Linked DNA regions of Mus musculus: regions 2, 3, 4, 5, 6 and 7 are each linked to region 1. A link is a contact called in public ChIA-PET, HiChIP or PLAC-seq, Micro-C and promoter capture Hi-C data. All regions are on one chromosome and are shown on one strand. Each heading gives the region's core, a stretch centred on a gene start, on an enhancer-like site or on the middle of the called end of the contact. The rest is flanking DNA. Distances are from core to core; before and after follow the strand shown. Region 1 holds the start of Atl2 (atlastin GTPase 2). Region 2 holds the start of Cebpzos (CCAAT/enhancer binding protein (C/EBP), zeta, opposite strand). Region 3 holds the start of Qpct (glutaminyl-peptide cyclotransferase (glutaminyl cyclase)). Region 4 overlaps Prkd3 (protein kinase D3). Region 5 has its middle 41 kb from the start of Qpct. Region 6 holds the start of Cebpz (CCAAT/enhancer binding protein zeta). Region 7 overlaps Qpct (glutaminyl-peptide cyclotransferase (glutaminyl cyclase)).

What was found. Promoter capture Hi-C pulls out the DNA fragments that hold promoters and counts their contacts. Hi-C and Micro-C count contacts between places; a contact is called where the count stands out from the background. ChIA-PET counts read pairs in DNA pulled down with a chosen protein or histone mark. HiChIP or PLAC-seq counts read pairs in DNA pulled down with a chosen protein or histone mark. Capture Hi-C pulls out chosen DNA fragments and counts their contacts.
Region 2: a contact with region 1 is called in an H3K27ac HiChIP or PLAC-seq map of embryonic stem cells, with 5 times the contacts expected there. The contact joins the promoter of Cebpzos here to the promoter of Atl2 in region 1. A contact is called at or near these places in 4 of 39 promoter capture datasets (embryonic stem cells, hematopoietic stem and progenitor cells, hippocampal neurons and 1 more), 1 of 484 Hi-C or Micro-C datasets (CD4 T cells), 6 of 115 datasets of contacts at active chromatin or transcription factors (astrocytes, embryonic stem cells, large pre-B cells and 2 more) and 4 of 9 other capture datasets (adipose tissue, embryonic stem cells, liver and 1 more).
Region 3: a contact with region 1 is called in a Micro-C map of embryonic stem cells, with 4 times the contacts expected there. The contact joins the promoter of Qpct here to the promoter of Atl2 in region 1. A contact is called at or near these places in 1 of 39 promoter capture datasets (stem cell-derived epiblast-like cells), 1 of 484 Hi-C or Micro-C datasets (embryonic stem cells), 3 of 115 datasets of contacts at active chromatin or transcription factors (all in embryonic stem cells) and 2 of 9 other capture datasets (embryonic stem cells and macrophages).
Region 4: a promoter capture Hi-C map of liver shows a contact between it and region 1, with 4 times the contacts expected there. The contact joins the enhancer-like site here to the promoter of Atl2 in region 1. A contact is called at or near these places in 12 of 39 promoter capture datasets (the 3T3-L1 cell line, the HPC-7 cell line, HPC-7-derived erythroid cells and 7 more), 6 of 115 datasets of contacts at active chromatin or transcription factors (the NIH/3T3 cell line, bone marrow-derived macrophages, embryonic stem cells and 3 more) and 4 of 9 other capture datasets (adipose tissue, embryonic stem cells, liver and 1 more).
Region 5: a contact with region 1 is called in an RNA polymerase II ChIA-PET map of memory CD8 T cells, with 7 read pairs. The contact joins the enhancer-like site here to the promoter of Atl2 in region 1. A contact is called at or near these places in 7 of 39 promoter capture datasets (the 3T3-L1 cell line, the HPC-7 cell line, embryonic stem cells and 4 more) and 1 of 115 datasets of contacts at active chromatin or transcription factors (memory CD8 T cells).
Region 6: a contact with region 1 is called in a promoter capture Hi-C map of liver, with 4 times the contacts expected there. The contact joins the promoter of Cebpz here to the promoter of Atl2 in region 1. A contact is called at or near these places in 15 of 39 promoter capture datasets (the C10 cell line, the HPC-7 cell line, HPC-7-derived erythroid cells and 10 more), 3 of 484 Hi-C or Micro-C datasets (B cells, CD4 T cells and bone marrow-derived macrophages), 8 of 115 datasets of contacts at active chromatin or transcription factors (the 230-238 cell line, astrocytes, bone marrow-derived macrophages and 4 more) and 2 of 9 other capture datasets (adipose tissue and liver).
Region 7: a promoter capture Hi-C map of liver shows a contact between it and region 1, with 2.5 times the contacts expected there. The contact joins the enhancer-like site here to the promoter of Atl2 in region 1. A contact is called at or near these places in 3 of 39 promoter capture datasets (hippocampal neurons and liver), 3 of 115 datasets of contacts at active chromatin or transcription factors (all in embryonic stem cells) and 2 of 9 other capture datasets (embryonic stem cells and macrophages).

Annotation. Positions count from the first base shown.
Region 1 is chr17:79,894,587-79,898,144 of GRCm38.p6, forward strand. Atl2 (atlastin GTPase 2) reads right to left here and starts at 1,537. Exons shown (of 13, transcript NM_019717.3): 1 at 1,323-1,537. The coding sequence starts at 1,440. It overlaps Gm41625 (a long non-coding RNA gene), which reads right to left. Exons shown (of 4, transcript XR_876985.3): 4 at 3,503-3,558.
Region 2 is chr17:78,915,238-78,918,835 of GRCm38.p6, forward strand. It overlaps Cebpzos (CCAAT/enhancer binding protein (C/EBP), zeta, opposite strand), which reads left to right and starts at 1,262. Exons shown (of 5, transcript NM_001177403.1): 1 at 1,262-1,456; 2 at 3,120-3,235. The coding sequence starts at 3,121.
Region 3 is chr17:79,049,440-79,053,190 of GRCm38.p6, forward strand. It overlaps Qpct (glutaminyl-peptide cyclotransferase (glutaminyl cyclase)), which reads left to right and starts at 2,467. Exons shown (of 7, transcript NM_027455.3): 1 at 2,467-2,949. The coding sequence starts at 2,827.
Region 4 is chr17:78,997,886-79,001,446 of GRCm38.p6, forward strand. The region is part of intron 2 of Prkd3 (protein kinase D3); the gene reads right to left. Gm41622 (a long non-coding RNA gene) reads left to right here. Exons shown (of 6, transcript XR_003952325.1): 6 at 3,381-3,561. Among named protein-coding and RNA genes, the nearest start is that of Gm41622, 16 kb to the left of the region's middle. Within about 2 kb of position 2,191, at least 18 of the 459 cell types and tissues checked have an H3K27ac peak or open chromatin away from gene starts, as enhancers often do. A contact at or near this core is called in liver, where this site is marked.
Region 5 is chr17:79,091,268-79,094,969 of GRCm38.p6, forward strand. No RefSeq gene overlaps it. Among named protein-coding and RNA genes, the nearest start is that of Qpct, 41 kb to the left of the region's middle. Within about 2 kb of position 2,219, at least 29 of the 459 cell types and tissues checked have an H3K27ac peak or open chromatin away from gene starts, as enhancers often do. A contact at or near this core is called in memory CD8 T cells, where this site is marked.
Region 6 is chr17:78,935,382-78,938,637 of GRCm38.p6, forward strand. Cebpz (CCAAT/enhancer binding protein zeta) reads right to left here and starts at 1,689. Exons shown (of 16, transcript NM_001024806.2): 1 at 1,494-1,689; 2 at 1-686. The coding sequence starts at 1,649. It overlaps Ndufaf7 (NADH:ubiquinone oxidoreductase complex assembly factor 7), which reads left to right and starts at 1,754. Exons shown (of 10, transcript NM_028611.3): 1 at 1,754-1,820; 2 at 2,110-2,273; 3 at 3,160-3,240. The coding sequence starts at 1,784.
Region 7 is chr17:79,067,882-79,071,532 of GRCm38.p6, forward strand. Qpct (glutaminyl-peptide cyclotransferase (glutaminyl cyclase)) reads left to right here. Exons shown (of 7, transcript NM_027455.3): 3 at 2,792-3,070. Among named protein-coding and RNA genes, the nearest start is that of Qpct, 18 kb to the left of the region's middle. Within about 2 kb of position 1,375, at least 78 of the 459 cell types and tissues checked have an H3K27ac peak or open chromatin away from gene starts, as enhancers often do. A contact at or near this core is called in liver, where this site is marked.

The sequences.
Region 1 (3,558 bases), core at 287-2,786:
TAAACAGTTCTGACAAGAGTTTGTAGTTGACAGGTTAACAAACCTCATTTCTTTTTCTCGTTCGAAAATTCTAAGTTATCCTCACCTCTGACATATGTCCAAGAGCTACCATAAATGGTGAAATGTAAATTAAAGTTTTCTATAAAGTGTCTGTGGTAAATATTTAATCAAAATGTTTTAAATTTTATCCAGTAAAGCCTTTATCAGATTGTGGAAAAGGAAATACAAAAGCGATCTCATACCCGGTGTGTTTACTCTACGCTTATCTTGACCTCAGGTATCTAACCCTAAGCCCTTACGATTTCTAAGCCTTTGAAAAACTTTTCCGCCTTTAACCATCGCAACTCTCAATAAGGACTTCGTGCGTTCAATTCGCACCACGGTGAAAGATCAAATGCTACACTCCTAAAAATAGGGGTGCTGTGAGTGAGAGCAACACACAACACCGCGCTGCCAACGCAACTGCGTCTTCGACGGGGTAGGGGCGCCATGTACACACACATACAGTAGGAGCTCACATTCAGCAAAACCCAGGAACGACGGGATCAGGTGACTTCAAACCAGACACTCTCAGCCTGAAGCGAATGACTCGCAGCCCCAGGGCTCCTAACCCCAGTCTGACAACCGGAGCCAACACTTGCAACCCTGGCCAATCCACGCACAACTCGTGCGAATGGGTTCGGCGGAGCCAAGAGCTGGTGAAGCTGAAGCTGAGCCCGGGCCCCAGCCCTGGCCTGCGGACTGCGGCTCCCATCGGGAAGGAAGGGTGTGTGAGTGTGTGTGGTGTGTGTGTGGAGAGAGCTCTGCGACCTGGCAGCCAGGTGCCAGCGGTTCCCGCGTCCACCGCCACCGCGGGGCCCAGCGCGTCCCGCTCGTCCCTCCCTTCCCGGCCCGCGTCAGGCACCCAGGGCAGTGAGTGCCCGCCGGGTGACCGATCCCGTACCGCCCGCCGACCTCCGCGCGTCCCGGCCCCGTGGCCCCGGCTCAAGGCCGCCCCCTTGGGTCGGGGCGGACACCGCGGCGGCCACGCGGCGGCGGCGGGCAGGGGGCCGGGCTGCCCGTTCCCCCGGCAGCTGGGAGAGCCGAGGCCCGCGGGCCGCCCTCTCAGGCCGCGCGGCGGAGCGTGGGGCGCGGCTGCCGCTAGGCCCTGCGAGCGAGCGAACGAGCGTGCGAGCGAACGGGCGGCCGCGGCGGCCAGAGCCGAGCCGAGCCCAGCCAGCCGCGGTCTTCGACCCCAGCGGGCGACCGGTGCCCGCCAGCCCGAACGGCCGCAGCCTCCCCGACTCCCGGCCCCCCGTGGCCTCGGCCCCTCCGGCCCGTACCTAGGGAGGTCGTAGACGAGACGTGGTTAACTCCGACGCTCGAGTCGCTGGTCTGTCGCCGGCGCCTCAGCCCCTGCTGCGGCTGCTGCCTTCGCGCTGCCTCGTCCCCCTCCGCCATCTTGTACCGATTTAAAATTAACTCCCCACTGACGTCAAACGCCGCCGCCGCTTTATCAACCTCCCGGGAGCCGGCGGGGCGGCCTGCGGGTCCTAGCGCCGCCCTCTGACTTGCGCGGCCCAGACACGCCCAGCCACGCCCATCAGCGCCCTCGCTCCTCCTCCGCCCGGGCCAACCTGCCGCGGAGCTCCGCAGCTCTCAGACTTCTAAGGAAGAGTTGGGGAACCCCCACTGCGGCCGGCGCCATCCCGTCCCTACCTTCCCGCTCTCGGGGCCACACCCCCTTGCCGCAGGGCGGAGAAGGCATCTCCAGTCCCTCCTTTCCCAATTCTCTTCGCATCTCTAACGTTGACTCTGCACGTGAGGTTACATTCGCATCCTTTCCCTCCTAGCTTTCTTACCCCCAGCCCTCTTCCCTGCGAAGCCAGTGCCTGGCTTCTCCTGATATCTTGGCCCTACACAGAAAGGTTTTCTCTTTCCACCACTATCCTACAATTTGTTTGCATTGGCTCCCCATCGCCTTCTGAGGCTACTTTACCCTCTCAACTATGCATATCTGAAACCCAAAAAAATACCGCTCTGATCAGAGAAGGAATTCTAATACATCCTCTCCTAACTGTGATGAACCTTCTTCTGGGGATCCACTGGCATCATGTAGAAAGTTCGAGAAACTTTATAACAGATACGTCAACCTGTGGAGGCAGCTGTGGAACACAGTTCTTAGTCTCATGAATTTGTACCACAACCATGGCTGCAGGAGAAAATCCTTTTCTCTTGAAAAAGTGGGAGCCCAGGTGTCCAAATGATTGTCTTACCCCAACCTCTTAAGCCTATACTTTGCAACCTTTAATTCCACAAAACCTCTAGAAAAAAACCGTTAGTGTCATCAAACTTTGGAGGGCATCATTCCAGATGGGCTTTGGTTGAACTGTCTGGGGATTAAGTCACCTGTTCTCTATCTTTGGAGACACAGATTGTGAGTTCCTTCTGCACTAACTCTGTGTGCTGCTCCCATGTTTCCTGAGCAACCTAGTAAGGGACTTGCTTGATAGTAGGTGTGCTTGCTTGCTTGCTTTTCTTTTCTTTCCTTTCCTTTTCTTTTCTTTTCTTTTCTTTTCTTTTCTTTTTTCTTCTCTTTTTGTTTGGTGGTGGTGGTTTTTCAAGACATAGTTTCTCTGTATAAACCTCTGTATAAGCCTTGGCTATCCTGGAACCCATTTTACAGACAAGGCTGGCCTCAAATTCACAGAGCTTGCCTACCCCTGCCTCTTGAGCGCTGGGATTAAAGGCATGGACCCCCACGCCTGACCTTAGATTTTCTTTCATAATCTCTCTCTGTGATAACTATTGGAGATTGTACACTCCGCGGTGTGCAGGTGCTTGGGCATGAAAGAAGATGTCAAGATGAGGATTTTTGCCTTCAAAGACCAAAATCCCATTTATTGTCAGTGGTTACATGACACTGAGCACACCCTATCAGATATCCTGGGAAAGTTAGTCATTCCCAAAGCTGTGCTGCTGGCCAACTGGTCTTCAGAGGGGGTTCTACTCGCAGACACTGGCATCTCATCAGCTCTGCTACAGCACCCCAGATAGAGCCACACCTCCTGGATCCAGTGAATATAGAGAAACCTAACTCAGGTCGTCACAGAATGAACACTGACCCACGGTCAAATCCAAGTTTAAAAAGCCACCTTCATTATAGTTACCTCTCTTCTATTCAAACCAAAGAGACACATTCCAGACTTCTTTCTCCTCTTTCCACCCAACAAATCTTCTATTGTCATTGTGACTGCTGGATCTCTCCCTAACTCACTTCCTCTCCAGCACCACCCTAGCCTGTATCTTCATTCAACCTCCTATCTCCCCCACTCCCCTGTAACAAAGTATTTCCCTTCTCCTGTAGACTCTTCACCCAGCCGAAGGTTTGAGTTTTGTTTTGTTTTGTTTTTTTTAACATACAAATAGGATCATAGGGTTGCTCTGCTCAGGGTAAAGGCCAAACTGTAGTTGACAAAGGCTTTTACAATGTGAAGTCTGCCATTTTTCTTTCTGTTTCTCTGCCTCGTTCTCCAGTCCATCACTGGTTCCTTCATTCTTTGATTCCACACAGTCATC
Region 2 (3,598 bases), core at 12-2,511, 980 kb before region 1:
AAGGCCACACCTTGCACCTTGTTGAATCCTTATAATCTTTTTGACACTTGTACTCCCTGGTGTAACTTTAATTTTTCCAAATCCCATTTAAAAAAAAATATTTATTATTATATGTAAGTACACTGTAGCTGTCTTCAGATGCACCAGAAGAGGGCGTCAGATCTCATTATGGTTTTGAGCCACCATGTGGTTGCTGGGATTTGAACTCAGGACCTTCAGAAGAGCAGTCGGTGCTCTTAACCACTGAGCCATCTCTCCAGCCCTCAAATTCCATTTTTAATGATGGTTTTTAAACACTTTAACCTTCCTTGTAACCCACCACTCACCAGAGGTAGTGGGAAAGAAAGGATACGGGGGGGGGGGGGGAAGTGGAACTGTTTAGAAAGGTTCTTTGGAGCAACTCCCTTCTGTGTTGTCTGGAAATCAGTTCAGTTCACAGGTTAGCAGGCAGCGGTAGTTGGATCCACTGGCAAACACCTCATGGATACAGTTCTGTAGAGTCAGGTTAGCAACAGCAGTGACATGTCCAGATGTTCGAATCAACAGTCGGAACCAACAGGAACAGGGAATCGAAGATGCAAGATCCATAAGTGTTGCACAGTTAGCTGTACCAGTGAGCCAAGTCAAGCCAAGCCAAGCTAAGCTAAGCCAAGCCAAGCCACTCCCCCTCCCCCAATTTCCATTATGTTTACCTTGAACGTTTTGTTGGGCAGCATTCATAGCTTCCTGTGTTTGCTTGTTTGAGACAGGGTTTCTCCGTGCAGCCCTGGCTGTGGATCTCTGAGGACAGACTGCATTTTAATAAAAGTGGATATAGTCTGACATTCCAGGCTTTGTCATGCACGTGGTCCCTCTTTAGGCATTCCTATGCCCCATCTCCTATCTTTCCTTCCCTTAGGTCAGCCCTCTTCTTGACTATTGGGCAGCACCTAGGCACAGCGCTTCTCACCTTTAATGTGTAAAGGAATTGTCTAGGAACCTGGCTAAAGGGCAAATCCCAATTTAGGGTCCCACTTTTCTGGCCACTCTCTGGCGATGGGTTGTTCCCGTTCTGATACATTTTGGGTTTAGAGTGGGAGAGACGATCCATGTGCAGAGTTTGGAGATGGTGTCCTGGGTTCAAATGTGAATTCTTTTACTTGGGTGTGACCGCGGGCAGGATAACCTTGCCTAAACGATACCAGCTTCCCACAGCTAGTTAGGTCAGGTTCCTCTGTGGGGCGTGGCTAAAGCTGGGGGCGTGGCGCTAAGACCGTGCGCTTGCGCAGTCGGGTTGCGGAGGCCTCAGGTAAGGACCGGGCAGTGTTTCTTGTCCTCTGTTCCCCAATGTGTGGCGCGTGGGGTCTGTGACATTCTTGGGTGTGGGGAACACTCGAGCGAGCCCGCCCCGCAGGCGCAGGAGCGCGAGCGTTTCCGGGTCGCCGAGCCGCGACGCATGCTGGGACCAGGACCCCGGGTAAGGCTGGGTGCTCGCTGTTGGATCCTTGCAGGGCAGCAGCCCCCGGTCGCAGCGCCGCCTTTCCTCCCTCGGGCCTACACTGGAGCACACGCAGGGTTGCTTCTCCTGCGCTGCAGCCCCAGGCGCTCCTGTGCAACAAGGCTCCGTGGTCTTTGGTCTCCCTGAGCCATCTTGTCTGGACAGTGTGTCTCTGGTGACAAACGTGCTTTATTATTAAGTAGACAAGTCCCGAAGCGCAGGGCTTTGGAATGTGGCACGTCCATCAGTTTTTAAGAAATTAAGTGTTTTATTAATATCATTATTTGGACTGTTTGATATCTTAGCATCACTCTCTTCCAATCAAAAAAGATTTCGCTCAGATCCCGTAAGTTGTGGAACAGGATGCAGGCAGGTGTGCCCTGTCCTCGCCCTGAAACCTTAAAACCGCCCTTGAGAACTTAGAACTGAGCGGGACCGTCAGTGATTTAGCAGAGTACTGGGAAATCGAGGAACACAGCTGTCCCTTCTGCCTCCTCCCCAGTTTTTTATTTGCTTCGTTTTAAAAATGAGAATAATACAGTTTTTTTTTTTTCTGGTCCCTGAGTAATTCCCATTACTAAAGTGAAAAACGAACGTTGGAGGAGGGACACATGGTAACAGAGTCCAAGGCGAATCCTGATAGTGTTTAATTATTTTCATGCTTAGATACCATGAAAGGGACGTAAAAGCAGGGGAAAGGACTGGCTGATCCTGAACATTAAAGAACAGCCTGTCTCAGCATTGAGCAGTGGGAAAATATCAGAATATTAGATCAAAAGCTTAGTAGTTTGGGGTTATAGGGAGTTAGTTATAAAGCCTGAGCTACCTTTTGCATATTTAGCAAGACAAAACCTTATTTACTGGATAACGGTTCTTCAAAGACACCTTCTTTTGACTGTTGGAAACTGAGCCTACTACTCATGCTAATAGCTTGCATGCTCCCGTTCTCGGTTTGTCTCTGCGTACAGGGGGGAAGACTTCAGTTACTCGAAGCTTTGCCATGGACTGGGTCACCACCAGTCAACTTCTCCCCCATGGGCCAGGGCTTTGTATAAAACCTGGAGTGACTTCACGGGGGGGGGGGGGATTACTGGGGTGCCTGCCACCCTAGTCTTGCTGAATCAGGATCTGGGGACTGGGAAGTGGTCTGAAGGCTTAGGAACGCACGCTGCTTTGGGGATGGTGCATTGAAGTGTTCCAACACTGAGACTGCCTTAGAGCCAAGACTGGTTTGCTACCGTCTGGTTTCATATCCGTCTAGGAAAGGCATGAACTGTGGTGCAACTTAACAAAAGTACCTTCCTCTTGCAGGGCAGTCTCCAAAAGGGCCTTCCAATGCTGTTCCTATTATTAGACTGTATTATAATTCCTAGGTCAGCTAAAAAGTTTCTCTCTAACAGACACTAAAAAGCCTTAGTTCCTCCAGTTTTGCTTTGTAAAGAGCTCTATACCTTCTCAGAATTTCTGTGGTTTATCACACTCCTTAGGCATGGAGATCGGAAACTGCATGTAGGAATGTCTAAACGAAACACATACTACCCTTGAGGTTCATACAAGCACTGAGACTGGGGGTGGAGGTTTTTCTTTATAGATGTGGCAACAGAAATCTAAACATGCTCATCCATCCATGTTGTTAATGTAGGATGGCTCGGATCATGGAACCGCTGGCGAGGAAGATCTTTAAAGGAGTGCTAGCAGCTGAGCTTGTGGGTGTCGCTGGAGCTTACTGTCTGTTTAAAAAGATGCACTCCAGCCAAGGTAAACTCAGCTCAGCAATTGTTTTCTAGCAGGGGATGCACTCAATGTTGGTGACATTTCTGGGCAAAAATGTTTCTTGAGACTGAAGGTATCGGACGTTTTTATGGGCAGGAGGGGAGCGAGGCTGTTATTGTACCTGCAGACTAGGAGTGTCTGGGTTTTACCTGGGAAGGGTAGAACAGACGTCCCTATTCTGGCTCAGAACTGAACGGAATGGGTGGAGGCAGCTCAGCCTGCCCGTCATACTTACTTGTAGAAAAAGCTAACACCGCTGTGGGCAGTGATGGTGCACACCTCTCCCAGAACTCGGGAGGCAGAGGCAGGTGGATCTATGTGAGTTCGAGGCCAACCTGGTCTACAGTG
Region 3 (3,751 bases), core at 1,217-3,716, 840 kb before region 1:
TTAGTTCTAGTATGGTTTTGTTCATTCCATCACCTGTTTGGATGTGTTTTTCTGTTTTTCTTTAAGGACTTCTACCTGTTTGGTTGTGTTTTCCTGCTTTTCTTTAAGGGCCTGTAACTCTTTAGCAGTGCTCTCCTGTAATTCTTTAAGTGACTTATGAAAGTCCTTCTTGATGTCCTCTATCATCATCATCAGAAATGTTTTTAAATCTGGGTCTAGATTTTCGGTTGTGTTGGGGTGCCCAGGACTAGGTGGGGTGGGAGTGCTGCGTTCTGATGATGGTGAGTGGTCTTGATTTCTGTTAGTAGGATTCTTACGTTTGCCTTTCGCCATCTGGTAATCTCTGAAGCTAGCTGTTATAGTTGTCTCTGTTAAGAACTTGTTCTTCAGGTGACTCTGTTAGCCTCTATGAGCAGACCTGGAGGGTAGCTTTCTCCTTAGTTTCAGTGGGCAGAGTATTCTCTGCAGGAAAGCTCTCTTCTTGCAGGGAAGGTACCCAGATATCTGGTGTTCGAACTGGCCTCCTGGCAGAAGTTGTGTTCCACTCGCTAGAGGTCTTAGGATCCCGTGTGGAATCCTGTGTGGGCCCTTGCTGGTGTCGGGCGCCTCCCCTGGCAAGGTACCCCGGGGCTCGAGTGGAGCGGAAGGGACTTGTGCCCCAGGTTAGGTCCGGGTAGTCTGCTTCCCTAATTACCACAGTCTCAGGTTCCGCGTGATTGGATTGGGGCAGGCGCTGTGTTCCACTCACCAGAGGTCTTAGGATCCCATGGGGAATCCTGTGTGAGGCCCAGATAATATTTAAACTGCCACTCAAACCCCAGACCTGAATAGTTATAGCAAAGAGATACTTTCATTCTGTTTTCCCTTGCAGCTCCAGACGGGGGCAGGACAGTGTGTGTGTTTCCAGCTCTTATTAAAACACCTAGTAGCCAAGCCTAGGAAGGGGTGTGTGTGTGTCTGTGTGTGTGTCTCTGTGTGCCTCTGTGTGTGTGTGTGTGTGTGTGTGTGTGTGTTTGTGTTTCTGAAAGATTTCAAAACCCTTAACTTTGGTCTTTAGAAAATAATTCTGTGTGTCTTTGTCTTTGTTCTGATTTTTCTAGGAATTCCGTGTAGCTGGGAGCTGACTTGGGGCAGAAGAAACTCATATCCTCACTGTGGAAGAAGAAACCACTTTCACAATTTAGGCCAGAAACCTATGAACTAAATATACCCTTTCCCCGGTTTTTCTTTTCTGCAGTGCTGAGAATTGAAACCGAGGTTTAAAGTACCCTACCACTGAACTACCCTGTCAGCTCTGATTGCCCCCCACCCCCCACTTCTCCTGCAGTCCTGAGGACTATACACATGTGCTTTACATGAGACCCAGATCTAGTCAGCTTATTTGCTTGTTTTTATTTGTAAGATGGGATTATCTAGATAATAATGATTTATGATGCAAAAAAAAACCCCACAAAACTCCAAAAACCAAAAAACCTAGCCCCTAGGGTTGCCTGCAGGAGATGGTTTTTAGTATTACCCTCTCCATATCATAATCCAAGGACATGCACTGTATCCCTTATATAGAAATGCCATAAATTTACATATAAAATGAACATCTTCCCATAGACTTTAAATCATTCCTAATTTGCTTATAATGTTTGATGACATGCAATAAGTATTACATTCTTTAAAGAATATGGTGTGTGGGTGTGGATGTTCGTGTACAGCACTGATACAAACCCCGTTGCTTTTGATTTGTGGTTGGTTGACTGCCCAGTGAAAAGGCTGGTGGAAGAAGAGGACTCCCTAAAATTTTACTTGGGCTTTTCCTTTTAGAGACAGTCATAAGAAATAATTACTTTTGGGACAACTGTAATATTTTAAATCTCACATATTTCAGTAATTATTTCAACCTTACCTGTCAGTTTGGGCATACAGTGGGCTGTCTCTTAAAGGAAAGATAACTATTTTCGAGAAAAGGGACACAAGATAAAAATGGTAGCTTCTAGAGTGGCGGTTCTCAACCTGCGGATCTAACAACCCTCTCGCAGGGGTCACAGATCAGATAGATAGCCTGCATATCAGATAGTCACATTACAATTCATAGCAGTAGTAAAAACTGCAATTATGAAGTAGCAACGAAAATAATTGTATGGTTGAGGATCACCACAACATGAGGAATTGTATTAAAGGGTCTGAGCATTAGGGAGGCTGAGAACCACTGTTCTAGAGCGAACACTTTTCCCAGAACCTTCCAGTCCAGCGCCCCCTTCCTCTAGGTCTCAGACCACCTAGAACCTGGGACGGTGCCTTGTACAGAGCATTGCACAAATATTGATTTTGTCTGAGTGTCATGGTGAATAGGTGCAGAAAACCACTTATAGCCCCCAGGGCCTGGTAAACTCTTTTCGTATCTATGGACTACAGGAAGGCTTTTCCTTGTCCTTCCTTCCTTCCTTCCTTCCTTCCTTCCTTCCTTCCTTCCTTCCTTCCTTCCTTCCTTCCTTCCTTCCTTCCTTCCTTCCTTCTTTCCTCCCTCTCTCTCCCTCCCTCCCTCCCTTCCTTTTTTCCCTCCATCCTTTCTAAAATAAGGAAGTGTTTTCTTTGTCCCTTGGATTCCAAAGCTCCTGTCACCCAGGGAAGCTCAGTCCCCTGGCTTCCAGGCTTCTGGGAGAGGACTGCTGGTTTGTGCTTGCGCTGCACAGCGGGAGGCCACAGGAGGCGACTGGGAGGCAGACACAATCAATCCAGGGGTGGAGAAGGGAGAAGGCAGGGCGACCGGCGCGCGTTCCCGGGCTCGTGACCGCTGGCGGCCCCGGGAATCCACGCCCACACACTCTTGCAGAGATGGCAGGCAGCGAAGACAAGCTCGTCGTGGGCACTCTCCACCTGCTGCTACTGCAGGCGACCGTCCTGTCTCTGACAGCTGGGAATCTGAGTCTGGTCTCCGCTGCCTGGACGCAGGAGAAGGTGAGGGGCCACTGCTGCGTTCTGAACTTGAGTGGCGTTGGAGGGTGCCAGGACCTGGGACTCGGCCACCTTCTCTTGGACTAGCGGGAGGCGGGTCAGGGATGCTGTCCCCCTGCTCAGGCACCAAGTCCTCACCCAACTCCTGGGAACCAGTGCTCTCTCTCCCAAGTCTGGGCGCCAGGGCTGGTCTCGGGGCTGCGCTAGTGTCGCCTGGGGGCTGAGTGATGTCACCCGCCTCCCTTTGGCTGCGCTCTGATGGGGGGTGGTGGTGCTGCTGATAGGCACAGGAAGTATGTCTCGCTGGCTGTGCAAGAACAGGGACATGGGGGCGCCACTGCCCAATCGCGACCCGCGAGCTCCGCGCTCCCCGCGCTTGCTCCTGGATGCCTAGACCGCGCGTCTAGGGGTGTCCCCATGGATGCCCAACTACAGCATTCAAGGATGCTACATGGGGATTGAGTTTCCTGGTGGACTCAGCGCCAGCATATTGTTAAATATTTAAAAGAGACGCACGCTGTTTTCAGATAAATGAATTCAGTTGTGGAAATCTCATTTAAGGAATTCAGAATAAAAATGATTTGCCAAGTCGCTTTGTGTGAAGAAAATAGATTCACAATTACTTCCTTTTCTTGTGCAACAGTTTTGAAATCATGAAATTGCTACGAGCTGTGCAAACGATGACGGTTTGGGAATAAAATGGCATGTCTTTAAAGAAACTAGGAAAAGCATCAGTCTAGGGATAGAACCTTGCGCGCGACATTACTAAACAAGTACTTTAAGTGCTTTTAGCGTTTCTGCACGT
Region 4 (3,561 bases), core at 941-3,440, 900 kb before region 1:
TAAGAAACCAAGGCCACATAACTCATAAGTGGTAGAGATGAACCTCAATTTGACCAAAAACCTATGCTTTGAAACAGAACATCATGCTGTTTTTTCAGGAGTTTCTTCCTTTAGTCAACTAAGAAATATTTGGATATTTGTTTATTGTGGCTAGATAATGTCTGACTTCATAGAGCTTAAAGACATATGACAGGTACATCCAAGCTTAAGAGCAATTGCAATCAGCAATGAACATTAAAATGCAGGGTATCTAGGCTGCCAGTACTTAAGAAAAGGGAAGATGGTCCAAGTAGTGGGGCTATGAGCACAAAGTCCTAATCAATGAGCCAGTATGTGTCTGAAGCTTAGGAATGCTGACCACACATATGCCTTGGGAGTCATCACTGTATTTTCTAAGTAATAATGGCTTACAGAAGCAATCACATATTTCTGTCACCTGCTTCCTTGCTAGTAACCACAGATGTTTGTCTAGCTAACTGCTAGGAGTGAGGGGGAGAAGAGGTCACCATGAACTTCTTGAGTAACTGGGCAAGCTTACATAAAATTTATAGTGCTACTAGGAATCACAGTCACAAAAATTTATTTATTTGACCACGAAAGAGAAAGAAGAGTTTGTGTGTGTGTTTAAATGACTCGTTTCTGCTTACTTGCTGACTGCCAAAGATGTTAACAGCATTTTGCTTTACCCACGCTACAAGCCACTGGAGAACAATAGCATGGCATTCCCCACACCTGAGGTCTATTTCTCCAGGTAGAGGACTGCAGAGGATGGTGGGACAGCACAAAAACGAAGGTTAAAACAGGCTCTCCTAATTCTCCACAAGACAGTGATCCTTAATCTGACATTTGCTCATCTTTTATGTAACATGATTGGGGGAGGGAAAAAGCCTTCCATTTTGGGAGTCTACACAGGATCTAGCACTGTGACTAACACAGTAAGAGCAGCACAAAGATTCATCCAACTGAAGCAGTGAATAGTAGATAATGGAAATCTAAGCAACTAACAACAGCATCATTCTATCTAGCTCTTTATAGACTGCCAAACAGAAAGCAGTCACTAGCTTTTATTTTCCATCTAGATTCAACTATCTTATTAACCTAGAAATAACTGTTGTTGAAGTTTTGAATTACACAAATATAAAAAGCATCCCTTCTCTGGGGAATAGGAAATGAGATGTCAACCTCATATAAAAATACACAATTTAAGTATTTCAAAGCATTTCCTATTATCATTTACCTGTCTGAGTGTATTGATTTGCATTAGACTAGAGGTTCTGAAGACTGGCTGAGTTAAATCTGTATTATTCAGGTAGGCATTCTAGGCTTTGAGAAGAATTAACAATTCACAGTAGATGTTAAATAAAGTAACTTTAGGCAGAAACATACATAAAATAATGTTATTTCCTGGCTGACAAAAGCATTGTGAAGAAAAGCATATAGAAACCTACCCTACACTTCCCCTAGCACATCAGGACTGCATCTGCTAATTCGTTGTTTGTAGTAACTTTGTGCAGCCTTACTATGTGAATAATGAGAACTGAAAGTATGTAGAAACAAAATATGCGACAATAATAGCACAGATAAAAAGGATAGAAATACAAAGTTCTGACGTACACACTGCATTATACACAAGATATTCTAGGCTAACTTAAAAATGTTTGTAGTATCTCAACTAAAATTTAAAAAAAAATTCAGATGTCTGTAAAATACCAGATAATATTTCAGGTCTAGAGGGCCATATGGTATCTGCTGTACTAACCTCTGCTACAGACCTTATGTAAATGAATGTAATGCTGTGTTTCAACAGAACTAGAGAAGTAGGTGGCGGGCCAGTGTGATGGTTAGATTTTAATTGTTAACTAGATAAAATCTACATTCACCCGGGAAAGGAGTCTCAATAAGGGACTATCTAGATTAGCTGGTTATGGGGGGTTATCTTGATTAAACTGAGGTGGCAAGGCCAGAGCACACACAGTGTGTGGAAGCATTCCCTGGGCAGGGCATCCTGGGTTGAGTAATGGTGGAGAAAATGAGCTGGGCACTGCAGGCAGTGTTAACTCACTGCTTTCTGTCTTGACTGCGGTGGTAACGTAGCCAGACGCTGCAAGTTTCTACTGCCTTGACTCTCCCACAATGATGGACTGTCACCTGGATTGTGAGGCAATACACCCTTCCTCCACAAGTCAAGGTGTTTCATCAAAACAACAGGAAATGAAACTAAGATAGCCAGATTTGGTCAAAGGATGTAGATGGCTGACCCTTGCACTAGGGCAAATGCTAAAAGGAACTTTTAGAAACTACTAAACCAAACCAGATAAAACAACCACCACCAAAACAGGGGAGGAGAGAAAATGGAAATAACTAAAAGAAGGCAGAAGAGGCCCCGAGAACAGAAGGAACACATATTAAAAGAACAGCCACTTCTGTCATACGGATGCTTCTTGACTGATAAGGCACATCAGAGCACACTTCTAGTAGCCTGGGAATAATAAATTGAGAATGTATTTAATTCACCTAGCCCAGCAAACACATAGTTTAACAACTGAGTACACTCTAGGAAACTAGTTGTTACCAGTACAGGCCTTTAGGCTGGCTAGTAGCTGTCGGCACTCAGTCTTGTGAAAGTGTTATACTGTACCATGAACTTTCAAAATTTGAAGTATAATTTCTACTGTATACGCACTGCCCTTTTTTTATGAAGTAGAGAAGTCCTAAGCAAAATCTTTGTAAGTAGGAGAAATCTATATATTTAATGAATCTATATTGAAAATTGTATTAAACATGAGTGATCTTAACACAAGTAGTTGACTGAATAAACTTGAAACATACAATCAACTATGAAACCTACATGAAATTATAAATGAAGATAGAAGTATACAATGAATGTGTGTATATATATATATATATATATACACACACACACACACACACACACACGTCATGAGAAAAGACATCACAATGAAAACACTAATAAAAAGTTGTTTTAATACCAAAACTTCAGAACAAGATATAATTACCTCAAATAAAGAAAAATATATTGAAAACTGAGTAAATATACCAAAAGCTTTTGCTTAAAATTCTAAAATGTGAGTTAGATTGATGGCTCAGCAGTAATGAGTACTTGCTACTCTTTCAGAGGACCTGAGTGTGATTGCCAGAACCTATGTCAGGCATCTCTCAACCACTCCAGCTCCAGCAATGCCACTGTCCTCTCCTGACCTGACGGTACCTACACACGCACTGTCGCATACACTCACAGAGATAGGTACTCATATATAAAAATAAACCAACAAATAAAAAATCAGAGATGTATGTACAAAAGTAATGTTATAACATTTCTTTCATACAATGCATTTCGATCATGTTTTTCCCCCTCCCAGATTCTCCCCATCTTCCTCTCCACCCAGAGGCCCATCTGCTTGCTGGAACTGTTGGGAAGGATTTGGAAGTATGGTCTTATTGGAGAAGGTGTATCACAGGGTGGCTTTGATGCTTCAAATTCCTCCTGCTACCCCCACTGCACTCCCTGCTCCTTCCTGTTTGTGGATCTGGATATGAGCT
Region 5 (3,702 bases), core at 969-3,468, 800 kb before region 1:
ACTGTTACAGATGTTGGTGAGCTACCATGCTGGTGCTGGGAACCAAACCTGGATCCTTGGCCAGAACAAGTATTCTTAACCACTGGGCAATCCAGCCCCACTTAACCTTCTTGTTGTTGTTGTTGAGACATAGTTTCATTTGGCCTTGAACTCACTGTGTAGGTGAGACCTTGGACTTTTGGCTATCCTATTTCCACCTGATATTACAGGCGGAGGTTATAGACACACTCCCTTGCAGGTAATTACTAAGGCGCTGGGGATGGAACATCAAGGCTTCTGGTACGTTAGGCAAGTACTCTGTCAGCTGAGCTACCTCCCTATCGGGAACAAATATTTACTGAGTGATGATTCTGTGCGACAGAAAATGCTAGATGTACTTCACATGTGTTCACCAACGCAATCCTCATGTCACCTCAAGAGATAGGTGGTATCATTACCGTTATTTTATGGTGCATAGAATAGTTAAGTATATTCTTCAAAATCATGGAACCAGTATATGGCCACAGTGGAATATGAACCCAGACGTTTAGAATCTGACCTTAAAGCTCACACACATTCTGTGGTCTAGAACTTTCCACAATATTGTTCATGTTAGATAAAGTGACAGCTGCATGTTGAACATTTCACAGGGCATTCTCTCAGCCTGGGTCACATTTCCCAAACCCTTTGTGGCTAAGACTCACTTCACAGTGTTAGCCATCAAAGGCATGTCATCTCTGCAGATTTATTTCCCTGCCACACCTAAGGCTATTTTTGCATCAGCCTGAGCACAAACTGATATCAACTCTAGTGGCTCCAGGACTGGGAAATCTAAGCCACAAAGCAGGATTAAAGGAAGCAGAGTTTTCCAGATTAATTTTTTAAAAAAGAAATATGACAGAAAAATAGTTAAAAGGAGTTTGTGGAAGATAACATTTTTTTTTAACATCAGAAAATAAATCGTTGCGTTGATGGTTCGTGGTTTAAGCAATAACAGGCAGCAGGAAAATAAGTCTCACCAGGAATCTGAATGATAGCTGGCATTGCTGTGTGCAGAATTATAAACTGAAGTGATTAAGCTCCTTTTAAGGCAGAGTGAAATTAATAGGAGATCTACTATAATCTGTTGAGTTGGCATTCATGGAATTATTTTAGAGGGGGTTGGAGGATATGTTGAAATGGGATACGGGAGAGCAAACACTTAAGCAGCTTAACGCAGCGAAGGCTTGCTTCCTTGCTTTGAACTGTTTTACTTCACCAAGAGTCTATGTGAATCTAAGAGGAGCAATCATGAGGTCATAAAGAGAGACACTTGGGGCAGGGATATGTTTTGTGTCATCCATGCCAGTCAGAAACGTTACTTTTTGAGAAACACAGCTGTCACGGAAGTGCTACATACACACTATCCTGGGTTTGGAATTTTAAAATGTGCATTTCGGAACATTTTACAACCCTTAGCGGAACAATTTGTATGTTTTGCCTACGAGTGTTATATATATGGCTATTTTTCTGCTTCAAGAGAAGTGAGTTCAAAGGAAAATATCCATAAAAGTGTATTCATAACTTTGGTATCTAAAAAAAAAAAAACCACGAGCCTGTTATTGTAGCTTGAGGGCTGTTGCTGGTGGAGAAAAGACAGATCCTTACAGTGGAGAAATGTTTTAGACAGAAACCAGTTGCCAGAAGAACAAAGCAGACCATGTTTGCAGCCTGGGCTCCAGCTCCTTAAACAGTGTATTTTGTGAAGCTTCTTTCAGGCATCAAAGAAACGCATTGATCACGGTGCTCCAGCAGAAATCATGTGAAAAGCTGATCATTTGCCCCACCAAACCAACTGGAAATTCATTTACTTAAAGGGGCTATGGACAGGGTTCTTGATTCTTTCATCCTTTAATATGAGAATTGGTTATATTCTGCTCTGATGAAGAGAACATCTGAGTCCCTTTGGACGATCTAAACCTGGGGAATGAAGGTACAGAGATCACGGGAATCAAGGGAAAATGAGGGAAACCATTCAGTAACTTAAAGCCAAGGTGATGTGGGCTGTTACATGCATTTTCTATCCACAAAGGCATGGGTATTCTTCACACTCAGGCTGCCTGTCTATGTGAGGTTTCAAAGATGAAGGTAAGAAAATTGAGGTTTCTCTCAGTTTCGGGGTTACTGTCTATATAGCCTGAAACTCTAAGAGTAGTTTTGAAGTGGTTTAACTTATTTCCGTCTTAAGCTTTACTGCTCTGACACCCACGGTTTATCTTTCAGCCTTCAGAAAGTAAAATGATTGTTCTGCTGCATGAAGCAGAAGCCATGGTATAAAGTCACTGTCACAGGGAGGAGAGATGTTGGTTAGCTAATTGTGTAGAAGGGTGGTAGCAGATACTCCTCAAATCCTCTTACCCATGAAAACTTGCTCTAGAATTCTGGCAATACATCTAACAGCAATAATTTGTGACAGTTTTGAAACAGGCTGGATGAAAGGACTGCCTGTCGTGGCTGAATCCCTCAGCCTCAATTTGGTTGGCATGCTCACGCAATGTGAAGTCACTGGATTGTGCTCATATTTCAAAGGCAACACATGGAACATGGCCCAACTTCCTGATATATACAAATTTGCCAGTGGAGAGTTTAGACTATTTGAGAATCAATATTAAGATCACATACTTGCCAAGAAGAGAAAGCAAAGTAGCTTAAAGCAAAACCTAGCCCCTTCCCCCCCCAAAAAAACCTCAACGTTACAAACACTATGCAAGTAGCAAAAGTAAAATTTAAAACTGATAAAATATGAACAACATCACTTATAAGTAACCCAGGAAATGCTTCTGCCTCTCACCCACTTAACACTGCTGGCACAAAAGGTCCTTGGCACGCATGGATTTAATAGTTGTGGGTTTGGCTAAGCAAGACTGACATGTTGTGATTTATGTTACTGGACCAATCGATGTAGAGATGGCGACTGAGGGAGCTGACTCCCAGCCATCGATTTTACTGCTGTTCCTATGATGCCTGCAGGAGCATTTGGGCTCCTTTCCTTGTTAAAAATCTATCTCACATCTATCTCCCAAACTAGATGATCTTGCTAGAGACAAGAAGTGTAGAACAATGATAGATGCATGCATTAGGTATGTAACTCATCTTCATCTTCTACTGATAGAAGGACTAATGGTATTAAACTCACCGAGAAGAATCTCAGTTTTATTTCTTTTTAGTGAGACTAATTATATAAAACAAAGGTAGTTAAGCATCTAACGAACTCTTTTAAGGATGCTAATGAAAGCAACTTGTTGTCATCCTTTTTGATAGGCTTACTTATGATGTTGTTGTTATTATTCTCCTTTTCTAAATACATAGAAATTAGAGCATTCTCTGTCAATGCTATGATTGAATTTTAAGGACTTGAATTTATCGATATATGACAGAGCTACTTTTAGGTTGGTTATAAAAGCATCAGAAAAAGCTTCCAGAGTGTTTTCATCTTGAGAAAGAAGCACTTGGGTAGGGAATCTCTCTCTCTCTCTCTCTCTCTCTCTCTCTCTCTCTCTCTCTCCCTCTCTCTCTCTTTCTCTCTCTCTCTCCCCCCCTCTCTCTTCCTTTTCTTTCTCCCTCTCTTCCTCTCCCCCCTTTCTGTATGTGTTGGAACATGAAGGTATTTGACTATATAGGACAATTTGCACAAGAAGGAATTTTTCTATCTCTATGCATCATCTCATGACATCATCAATAAGG
Region 6 (3,256 bases), core at 439-2,938, 960 kb before region 1:
TGCTGCTTGCTGCCCTTCTTTTTCACAAGGCTCATCAGGGTTTCTACAAACTGCAGAGTGTGGACAGCATCATCCTGGATTAGAAGGATCATGGCCGCCATCCTGTCAGCTAGTGTCCCTGATGACACGATGGCCTTCATCCAGGTGGAAGAGCCTCCCTTTTGATTGTTTGTCTTACTCTTGAATAAGCTGACTTCGTGCTCATACAGCTTCTGGGCCAGGGCTTTGTACTTGGACACGACATCTGGAGGCTGCAGCTCCAAGGAATACTCACCGCTGTACTCCATGTCGTACCACTTGCCTCCAGGCCTGAGTAACATTGTTTGTCTCTCTAGAAATTCAAACACATCGGGTTGTTTATCTTTCTTTGCTTTGGAGACGGGACAGCTCTCAGGACGCTGTTCTGGTACAGTCTTATTTTTCACCTTCTTTTCCGATGTCTTTTTTCCTTCTGTTGCTTTTTGTTTTTTATTCTCCACCTTCAGTAGTTTTGCTTCTTTTTTGCTGGTGTTTTCCTTTTTCTCTGGTTCATCTTCTTCAATCAAAGACTTTGAGTATTTGGCCAAATTCAGATTCTGAATAAATGACTCCAGTTCACCTTGTTGAAGGTCGTCAATGGTTCCCTTTTTGCCCCCATCCACCACTTCCTCATTTTCATCCAAAGTAGCCAGCATAAGGTAATCTTGCTGTAGAAACACATTAAAAAAAAAAAAAAAAGGCCGTATTACAAACCCAGAAATTCAGTAAGAACTTCATTTTTAAAAACCATCACATATGAATTATTACACTATTATCTGGCAAACTCACAGATATCCAACAGGAAAATGTGCCAAAGATAGGTACACAATAGGGAAAAGGCTTTTGAAGAACCTTCTTCAAGATATGAAAAGATTCTCAAGCTGACAGTCACAAAATCCAGTGAAAATCGCAATGATCTAGGCACTCGTAATGCATCAGGTGAGCAAGGTTAAAGGTTTATCTGAGTGGGCAGGGGATGGCTCAGTGGGTCAAGTCTATGCCAAGGAGCCTGGTGATTTAGGTCCGATCCTCGGAAGTCACATAAAAGAGAGAATCGATTCCAAAGTTGTCCTCTGACTTCCACACGAGTGTACCAACAAACATACAACACTCCTTCCAATAATAGAAAGTACTTTATGAGGTAGTGTAGGGAGGAAGAGGCACTTTCATAAAAGGCTAATGTAAACTGGCAGGTTCTTTTAGCGACTTCAATCCAACCTTTTAACCTAGCAGATGTAGATTACACATACGGTCGTGTTCAAAACATTTGCCCACGTGGTTAGAATCCGATCGCCTACATTTTAACGAGGCATAAACCCAGGAGAAAACATGCAAGCCGAACTGTTTTTTTTCCCACTGAAGCGCGGTAACAGTAAATGCGTGGGAAGCTCTCAGAGCAGGTCGGAGGCTGGGCTGCGGGTCCCACCTTCCCGGCAGCCGTGAGCATCCCCTTCCCCAGAGCCTGCGGCCCTTACCTTTGTGCCTCCGAGGCGTAACACCTCCTCCAGGGAGAAGCCATTCTTGCCCTCATCGCCATCCTCCTCGTCTTCCTCATCCGGATCTTCTGTCACCTGTTTGGGACGCCAGGGCTGCTTGGCAAGGAACGCCACAGGTTCCTGGTCGGCCGACATGGCGGGCTGGACACGCGAGTGCAGCCCGGAGCTTACTTCCGCTTTACGGTGACGCACTTCCTATTGCGAGGGCGATTCAGGAAATACCGTTTAAACCCCGCCTCCGGGGCGGAGCCTGGCCTCGGGGTGTAGGAATGAATGCTTTGGTGAGACGCTGCGTGGCCCGCGCGGGTGAGAGTCCCCTTGCAGGATCCTGTTTCCATGGAAACCGTATGGCGCGGCTCCTTGGTCCCTCCGTTGCTCACCTGGGGCTGGAGCAGGAAGCTGGTCCACAGAGAGGCTTAGCTGTGTGGAGGGGCTTGTAGTCATGGGTTCGGTGCATGCCTTGCCTCCATCGGGTCCTGACGTTGGGGCGAAGTTAGTGATGAACGAGGCATCCTTACAAGCTTTAGGCTGCTTGCTGCGCGTGTAAATGAAATGGAGATATCTAATGCGGGCGGTGCTTAATCGTGCTTTTCAGGCCTTCCCTGTATTTGGAGAGGGAAATGCTACAGCTCCGGGAATGAGCCGGCAGAAAGCAACCAGGTGACACCGATGCTGCGGCATCTTATGTACAAAATAAAGTCTACAGGTCCCATCACTGTGGCCGAGTACATGAAGGAGGTTTTGACTAACCCAGCCAAGGTAAACGTAGGGGGAGCGTGAACCACCCAGTGTGTGTACACAGAGGAGCCCGAAGGCCTCTAGAGCCATCAGGTGTTGAGCCACCGCCGAAGTCCTTGGAATATAGTCTTATCTGTCATTTGCGTTAAAGGGCAGTGCCAAAAAAGAGGTCATGACAAATTCCTGCGGAGTTTAGGTGACAGAATGTAATTTAATTTTCCTGAGTTAAAGGAATGCTGATTTTCTAACCGGGGTTGTGGATTTCTGCTGTTTGTATAAGGGAAACGCTGTATGTATGAGGTTGACCTTGAACTTGCAGCATCTTCTTATTTACCCTCCTGAGTGCTGGGATTCTAGGTGGTCTTCACCTGCCTGGCTAAAAGAAAGCTTTGAGTCTTTCTTGAAGGTTAAGCATTATGGTAAAACTTGGGATATGAAGTTAAGACAAAGTCTTCTCCCCAGATAATTAAGCCTTGTAAGAAACGTAATTGTTGTCTTATTTAAAAAAAAAAAAAAGCACTGGATTTAGTTTTGGGTTGGGAGTCTTTGGAGAGAGAAGTCAGTGAAGACACTGTTTGAATAGACTGAATGGATGCCAGGGAGAACTAAAATGAGAAGAAAGTGAGACTTTGCATTGGTATGGAAGAGTGGGAGAGGGCAAGGAGTAGAGAGATGATCTTGTCTGCAGCCCTTCTACTTGAGTAATTGCTGTTTGGTGAGTTTTGCAAAATGACTACTACTATGTAAAATTTAGGTAAAGACTCTGTCCTTATCTTGGTTACTTCAGAAGAGAGAACTTTCTTGGTAAATACTTACTTCACTGTAAGCATTCCATAAAATTTTGGTGGAGCACTTTTGAAAGCTTTATTTGAAAATTAATCTTTTCCATTTCTCCTCTTTTACTCAGGGATATTATGTGCATCAGGATATGCTAGGAGAAAAAGGAGACTTTATTACTTCACCTGAAATAAGCCAAATCTTCGGGGAGGTAATAACCAACATGT
Region 7 (3,651 bases), core at 125-2,624, 830 kb before region 1:
GAAATCAGGGATGCACAGAGTGTGGAAAGTCAAAACTGAATTTCTGTGAAAGGTATGTAGGTATTGTTATTGTTGGTGTACAGTTACCAATGGAGAACCCTGTGTGGAGTATGGTCAGCTTGGATCCCCAGAGCCTTGTGTAGAGATAGTCTAGAAAAGAGTTAACTGGAAAAAGTGGCAGGGCCAGGACCCTCACAACAGTGCATTTGCAGATTTAGTTGCACACACTGGAGAGTCTACTTCCCCAGAGCAATCCTGATCTGCGGCTGACAGCACCATTTCTCAGATACCCAAAATTAGAATTTACGCATAACCCCATCACACCTAGGACCAAGTACTAACGTTACCCCAGAATAGCTTCCTCTACTGCCTCACCCAGAATCAGAATGCCAAATGGTAGTCTCTCTAGCCTGACCCCTCATCACGCCTGGAGGCCCAACCTTTGATCCCTCGGAGTCAAGCGTGAACTGCTGCTTAGACTTTAGGAATATTGTGATAAAAAGCAGTGGTTTGGGAAATCTCCTTCAGAGCCTTCTGGTGGAGACATGGAGCCTAAATAAATCTGAAAGCTCAAGACACCACTGAGTACTGGTGTCCTAATTTCATCCTGGTTACTAAGATAAATGAAAATATTTATTTTGTATACAAAAAGGTTACTTCAGAGACAGCTGTTTGGGGCTCTTGGTGATATCTTTCGTGGAAGTCAGTATACATAGGAATGTTAGGAGTCATTGCCCAGGGTGGGGGAATTGAGTTGAGGAATGAGGTTCTGGGTGAAACTTCTGCACAATGCTAGCAGATAACCTTCAACAGATCCTTTAAAATCTCAGTGCATCTCCCTGGCTACCATCGGTGGTAAGAAGCCATTTTATGGAGCAGTTTATCATCTGGACTCCAGATGTGCTGGAGTTAAACAAAGTCTAGGGATAACTCATTTTTTTATCTTCTTTAGAAAACCTCGTCGTAGATGCACAGCGATCTCCCTCGATAGTGAAACAATGAACGATCTGTGTCATGTGATTTTATGTATCCTCATCACATTAACTCCCATTTTCTGCTACAGTCAATTCAAGTTCCCTGCGGTAGAACACTGTGAACAAAAGCACAGTATAGGACTTGTGGGGAATAACAAAATAAGGGAGCTGGTTGTGGAAAGGCTCTAAGCGTTTCTTTTGATGAATAGAAAAAGAGCATGTCTGTAGAGTAGCAGCTGTAAAGCAAGGTAAGGGATGCAGAGCGCTGTCTGGGTTAAAGTCTACCAGCCACACACAACAAAGGGATCTGTCTATTTGGCTTTCTCAGGGTCGATGGTGTGCCGCAGAGCCTCCACCCACTCTGTGTAAGTTTCCCCTCTCCTTGGAAGCCTCCTGCTGGAATTTGTGCAAAGCTCTCTGGGCCTGTGTGTCATGTTACATCAGCAGGCTGTAGGCCACACAAGACTTGGCCAGAATAGAAAATCCTGTATTTCTTTGGGAGGAACAAAACCCTCCCATTTGTTTCCAGCTATTGTGAGTTATTTGCTCATTTATCTCAAGGTCCCTCCTGTCTAGATGTTAATGGTGGGACAAACTGTCAGTGATTCTAATGGCTCATTTGTGATCTGAGGTTTAGGAATGTGTTTTAATAAGGCACCTTACAAAGATGGAAACAACACTGGAGGGAAACAAAGAAATGGAGTGAGGAACAAGTCCAAGGAAAAATAAGGACAGGAAAAAAAGAGCAGAGTGAGACAGTGTCAAGCTCATTCCAAACTTCTCAGGTCACACATTTTACATCCCTAAGGAAGACACTGTCAGTCTCTGTCATGGTGGGCCTTTCTTCCCGATTCCTGCTACTGTCCCCATGCTGCCTAGAAGGTCCAATGTGTCCATGAGGCAGTGCTGAGAGATTTCTCTGAGCTTCAGATCTGGACCTACCTTGGATACAAAATGAAAGCTGGGATGAGAGTTGCTTATTGATTCTTACTGTGGGTAGGGTCTGACCGTATACCCATCTATCCGTTGCTATGGGGACTTTCCCTACAGCCCTCAGTAGGTGGGTGCTCATATGTTTCCCCTACTACTCTGGAAGCATTTCAGGGCTTGGAGAGCATTCTGTGCACTTGGCACACGTGCACATACGCCCACAGCTGCCATTTGTGATTCTTCGAAAGCTTGGAGTGGAGGTTTACAGATCTGCTATGCTTACTTTCTCAAAGAGAGCACCCCGGCTTGTTACAAATGTTAGAAGTAGTCTTTAGGGGCGCTGAGCTGAACTTGCTCCCTGAGCTGTAGATGTGCCCATGACAGATTGTTAAGTAAAGTAGGCTGCTTTCCCTGCAAAAGAACACACTCCTCTTTCAAATATACGCGCTTGTATGCTGGTGAGGTTTGCACAATCAAAGAGAAGTCTGTAGAAAGATCCCCATCAGGTTGCTAGTGTTGGTAAATATTGACAACTGAACGGGATGAATAAGTAGGCGAAAGGTTAGGACTGGGGGAGACTAGTCTCTCCTTTCAACGAGAAGCTGCTACTAACTAAAAATAACAACTAGTAGTAACGTTATTACTATCAGTAAACATGCAAGGCATGTCTGCCGTTAATCCTAGTGCTTGGAATGAGGAGGAAGGAGGATTACCATAAATTCTGTGCTAGCCTGGGGCCTGATCATGCCGCCATTTTTCAGTCCAGCCTGGCCTGAATGTTGTTCCAACAGCAGCAAAAGAAGGCATCACATTCGAGATGTAGAGACACAGCTAACCAATGAAAACCATTTTTTGTTTGTTTGTTTGTTTATTTGTTTTTTGCTCAGCACATCATGCAACGAATTCAGAGACTTCAGGCTGAGTGGGTCGTGGAAGTTGACACCTTCCTGAGTAGGACTCCCTATGGCTATCGGTCCTTCTCAAATATCATCAGCACTCTTAACCCGGAAGCGAAACGACACCTGGTCCTCGCCTGCCACTACGACTCCAAATATTTTCCTCGATGGGACAGCAGAGTGTTTGTGGGAGCCACGGATTCAGCTGTGCCATGTGCAATGATGTTGGAACTTGCCCGTGCCTTAGACAAGAAACTCCATTCCTTGAAGGTATCTGCTCTCTTCTTGTTGACTCCTAGGGTAAAACAATAAACAAACAAACAAACAAACAAACAAAGACAGCATCAACTCCATGAATTTGGGAATCCTTGGAGTGGGGAGGTCATTTGGAAAGCAAAACTTTGGGGTGCACTTCAAAATAATTTGTTAAAAAATATGAAATGGAGGAAGTATTATTTGGAAGAGCACATGATTTAAAGTATCTACCATGGGCAATAATTCACAGATAGATAAGGGTGGGTTCATTAACTGATATATATTCATACCTGGTTATATATTAAATTGGGAATAACTTTTTTTTTTTTTGCAAATAATGAAATAAGAGGGAAGCTGGTGATGGCATATGTGTGTGGATTATGTTTTCTATCAAGTCATGCTTACTTCTTGTTTACACAGCTGAGAAACATCATCACCTCCTGCTGGGAGAGAGGTGGGCTCTGGAGTTGGGGGGGTGCATTATGGGAGATCTTCAGTGTGTGGGGAATTCAGATATACCAAGATGAAAAGCAGAAGTGTGCTATGGTTGTAGCTGTGAATCAGGGCTCAGTTTTACACAGTGTAGCAGAGCTTCT